Linked DNA regions of Capsicum annuum: region 2 is linked to region 1. The links are chromatin contacts, called in public Hi-C maps. All regions are on one chromosome and are shown on one strand. The core of a region is the stretch at or near the end of the contact, and the rest is flanking DNA. Distances in the headings are between cores, read along the strand shown.

Region 1 (2,700 bases), core at 58-2,557:
TGAAGTGCAAAAATAAAGAAAACATAACAAGCAATTTTGTAAAATAAATTAATTAAGTCTTAATTCTATAAAAAAGCAAAAACAATATACATCACAAATAGCGCGGAATGCGATCCTCAATAGTTCACTGTTGACGGAAACCAATGTCCCGGGGTCTCGGGGACTAACACGTACTATACTAATATTTGGCAACTTTGCAAAAAACAAATTTGCTGAGTAAATGTAGATGTAGATTTATAGATTTTTTAAATTTTCTTAAAATCAAATTTAGTTAATTTAAAATTATTAAACTAATAAAAAAAGTATTAGTATCATTAATTCTTATAACTTCTAATATGGAAAGACTTGACCATAAATATATTTAATCAATTTTCAAATCTTAAATATTAATCAAAACATAACTACTCCAAAACATAATTTCACATGTTCTTCCATTGGTTCTCTACATGAGTGTTTTTATTATAGAGCGAGAGTATTTTTTTTGTTTTACTGAATTGCTTGGTTACCTAGAAATAGCCGGGGAAAGAGTAGGCCAAATTGTTAGACTAGTAGACTTTGAAAGTGTATAATCAAAATTAAGGATTAAGACAGCCAACTCCTTTAATTTTTGTTTATTTTTATCTGTTCACTATATACTAAAAATTAGAAATGTGCATCGGTTGATTTGGTTCGATTTATCAATTTTTTTATTTTTGAATATACTAAACCAATAATCAAACCAATAAGATATTTTTTATCGATTTTTGATTTATCGTTTTTAAGTACTTAACGGCTCGATTTTCGGTTTAGCCGATAAAAAAATACTCATAAAATAAAAATAGTAGTAACTAACATGAAAAAAAAATCGAATCTTAGTTGCAACAAAAAATCTTACATAATGTGTTTTAATTTACAAGAATCTTCAAGTTTGAACTAAAGATTGTTAAGAGAAATTAAGAGTTTGTATATTGAAATAATAGGTTTTTAATCGGTAGAAATTAAACAGAAATTAAGAAAAATATATACCAAGTCATATATATATATATATATATATATATATATATGTTCTTATAGGGTTATCGGTTTATCCAATAACCTAATAAGAAAAAATTGAACCGAATCAATAACCCAATATTTTTTTTTTATAAAATCATTAACAAACCATTAAACCAATAATTCAATAATAATAAACCAATAACATTTTTATCGGTTCGGTTTTTGCACACCCCTGCTAAAAACAGATATCCAAGAATAATTGTTCGAAACCAACAGATAATTTACCACTTTTGTATTCATATATCCTTTCTATTAATTTATTTATTTTCTTGTTCATGTGCTGTTATTAAAAATTATTTATCGTTCAATGCATTTCCCGATGCATTAATTAATTATATTGAAAGGGTGATATACTCCATTTTTTATACTATATGTACATAAACTTGAAGAAGGACACTTGGCATATTAATATTGGCTAGCAAGAGATGAGGAGCAATCTAAGTGATCAAGGTTGTGTGGCTGTTTGAACTGAAATATACTACGTGTTTGTGTATGCAAATTGCAGCAGAGATTGTACCTAATATTACTTAATATTGAAGATTGAAGTGTCTGGTCTCTCATTTCTGAGTGTGAAAAACACAGAGAAGTACAATGGCCACCAGCAGCACTGGTTGTATTACAACCTCTTCAGTTGCCTGTGTTGGCCTCGTGCACAAAGCATCTCTATCCCGCCCCTCCTGTCTTCTCGGTACGTTCATTTTTATACTATCTGGTTAACTGAAAGATAACGATATGCGATTGTCTAATAAGAGAGTAATATGATTATTTTTTGGGGGTTTCTCACTTGGTGTTCAATACCTGCATTGAGAATTAGTAATATGAAAAGTTACGTTAGGATCTTGAATTTGTCTTTGACCTATAGCAGAGGCGGACCTACATTGAGGCTAACGGGTGCACGTGCACCCGCTAGCCTCGAGAAAAACTCTGTATATATGATTTGTATATATCTCTCTATATACATATATCAGAGTATTATGTTAAATATATGCTGTGCACCCACAATAACAACTAGGTTGATTGGTGAGGTGGTTCGGTATGCCACTTGAAAGTTACACTTAATGTGTGACTACTCATGTTCGAGCCCCAACAACAATGTTTTATTGCTCTTTTAATCATTTTTCAATTTTCTATTGCGTGGTTGCTCAGGTTCGAACCCCAACAACAATACTTCTTTATTGCTCCTTTTTTTCATTTTTCAAGTTTCTTTACACTTATTGTTCAAATGTATATATTTATCTTTTGATTAAAAAAGACTTCCTACTTAGCAGTCATTTATTTCATACTTTTTCTTTTATGTATTGTGGATATTATTGAGTTATTTTTTATTTTATTTCAAAATATAAACTTCTCTTCAATTTCAAAAGGTAGATATTCTCCATAGCTTATACTGATAATATTTATTTTCTTTTAATCTTTTGATCATTGAGTTATTTTTTATTTAAAAAATTAGCAATTTAAAATTTGAGATAGGCTTAAATTAAACGTTACCCGTTGCAACTATCTAGCAAACAAATCTAACGAATTTAATATTTTTCAAAAACTTTCTATTATTGTTCAAAATATAAAAATACATTGAATTTAAATAGGTGAATAACACATTTTTTTCATATTAAATCTAATTAATGATATTCAATAATATCAAAATTTTGCTTATAAAATATTATA
Region 2 (2,700 bases), core at 76-2,575, 470 kb before region 1:
ATTTAAAGCTGCTTAACTCTGCGGCAAACCATGTTACCTTATCAATAAGAACTCTGCTGCAAACCAAAATACACTATCAATGCAATATTTTTTGTACTATATGATGCCCGTGTATACTTTATTAATGTGCAATCGTGTAGTTAAATTAGTTGTAGAAAATTGCCCATTTTCTTCAGGCTCCACTTCTATACTTACTATACAGGGTTACATCATCTGTCAATGACTGCAACTTGCTTCGGATTGAGTGTTGTAATTGTTATACACTACTTTCTTTCTCTTTTTTTCGAGAAATGGTACTTTCTCCACTTCTTGTCCTTCAATTTCTGTTACTATCTATGATCACTTGTACTTTGATAGTCGCATAATTACATTGTAGTAATTATTCTTTGTTTCCGGGATGCTTTGTCATGCTTTTTACAGTATTTTACTATGATTTCTATAATTTCGTTTTATTTCTTTTGCGATATGCTTTTGCTTGAGCAGAGAGTCTATCCCAAAACAGTGTCTCTACATCCCAATAGGGGGCTAAGGTCTGTGCACACTCTGCCCTCCCCGTAACCCATTGTGGAATTACACCAGGTAATGTCCTGGGTGTTGTTACATACTATAAAGTTAAGGCAAAGAAGCTAAAACTGAAAACAATGAACCACCAACGGTACCTGAAAGACGAGAAAATTCCGTGCTTTAACAAGTATATCAAGTGACTTCAATTTAGCGTTATACTCATCCCAATTAACAGCTTTCCCATCAATCCGATACTCGCTAGCACCAGCACTAGTAATAGCACGCGTAAACTGAATTTCCGCACCATTAACAAGCTGATAAACTAGTCTCACAAAAGCTCTTCGACCTCTCTGCTCTTTTTCACGGTCATCAAAAGCATAAATTAAGTCCTTCAACTGTGCACCCCGAAGTTGACCCGTACGAACTCCGAGAACGAAGCTAATTGCATCCATCAGGTTAGATTTTCCAGCTCCATTTGGTCCTATAATTGCTGTAAAATCGTAAAACGGACCGATTGTTTGAAATCCTTTGTACGATTTGAAGTTCTCCAGTTCTAGCCGGTGGATTTTGCCCGGCGACGCCATCGTGGAGTGCAAACCTTTAGGTGTTCAGCGAGTGAAAATGGTGGATTTTTGGAAATTGAATTTAGGGTTGAAGTGAAAGAGGGATTCTTTTTGGCGGGTGTTATTTCTCGGGAAATGTGTCAATTTATGGAGTATCGGGTCGGGTCTGGAATTCGGGTTTCATATTTGGAAAACGTATGAAAGACGAATGAGAGGGAAAATGAAACCCTTCTTCTCTCCTTTAAAAAAAGAAAAAAACGAACGCGGGTAATTTATCAATTTAGCATTAATACATAATCTGCCTCCTAAATTTATCGTGTTTATAATCCTTATCGATTTAAAAGGAAACTGTTTGTGTATACATTTTTATTTTCGAAATTTTACATGATATTTTTGTTATTTAGTAGCTTCAACATTTTATGTATGATGGTTTGAGTTAGAGTGACAAACGAACATGTCATTTACTAAGTGTGCAATGGGCTTGGTTAAAAATTAGAGTTATACCTTACATGTTACTAGATATGTCATTTGACATGAGGGTAAACGTTTATTTCTAATAGTACTCGTACTATATTAAAGCTAATATGATCACGCATTCGATTTTCATGAATGACATACTGTGTATGGCGCTTGCTTGATAAATTTGATTAAAAAATAAAATTACGCCCTCACCATGATCTCGAGAAACTAACACGAATTTGTCATTCTAATTTATTCATTATAATATGCTTGATTGTTTGTAAACCTATAGCAAGGACCAGAATGAAAAGAGTTGTGGCTAGTCTTTGGATTCCTTATGTGTCACTTCAGGTCTTCAATGGTTAAAAAAAAATTATTTGTATTTAGTGTTTATATAAGGGAAAAGGGTTAAAAATATTCTTTCTACTTTAATTTGTTGGCTAAATTTACCTTTCGTTATACTTTAGGGCTAAATATGTTCTTACCGTTAACAAAGTATTCAAGAATACCCCTGATTTGGATGGAATCCCCCAATTCAACTTTTATTGTCCAATTTCAGTCAAAATTTTTCATTTTCTTCTAAAACCTAACCTGGCCCATAAATCAAAACCCAAATTCTCAATTCAACTTTTAGTGTCCAATTTCAATCAAAATTATTTATTTTCTCCCAAAACTTGACTCGATCCATAAATCAAAACCCAGATCGTATTCTAGTATCTTCTTCTTTCGACTGGGCATTGAAATATGACATAAAAATCATTCAAACCTTGACCAAATTATCTCAAATTTGATATATGAGAACTCCAAAATGTTCCTGATCTTTTGAAATAACTCTCTCTCTCATTTCATAAAAATCAAAATTTAAACATCGAAGCTCTAATGGAGCTTCAATGGCTGCCAATGGTGGATTTAGATTCGCCATCAAGCTTAAATGAAAGATATCAGTATTTTCAAGTACAAACGGTCTCTAAATCAACAATAAATTAGTTCGATTAACATCGTATTGTCGTTTGGATCAATACATGGTGGCAATCTCGGATCTCCCTATTGGCAGCCATTGAAATTCCACCAATGATAGTTTCAGGTAGCAGGTGAAGAAAGCTTCAACTTTTAAACTCCTCGTTCACCTTTCAATTAGATCCAAAATTCATTTTTTTCTACTATTCACCTTTAA

Evidence for each region. A called contact is a pair of places that touch in the nucleus more often than the background predicts.
Region 2: a contact with region 1 is called in a Hi-C map of leaf, with 8 times the contacts expected there. The contact joins the promoter of LOC107875300 here to the promoter of LOC107874570 in region 1. A contact is called at or near these places in 2 of 5 Hi-C or Micro-C datasets (both in leaf).

Annotation. Positions count from the first base shown.
Region 1 is chr6:227,298,186-227,300,885 of UCD10Xv1.1, reverse strand. LOC107874570 (photosystem II reaction center W protein, chloroplastic) reads left to right here and starts at 1,307. Exons shown (of 2, transcript XM_016721333.2): 1 at 1,307-1,723. The coding sequence starts at 1,627.
Region 2 is chr6:227,764,412-227,767,111 of UCD10Xv1.1, reverse strand. LOC107875300 (structural maintenance of chromosomes protein 1) reads right to left here and starts at 1,325. Exons shown (of 18, transcript XM_016721961.2): 1 at 660-1,325. The coding sequence starts at 1,088.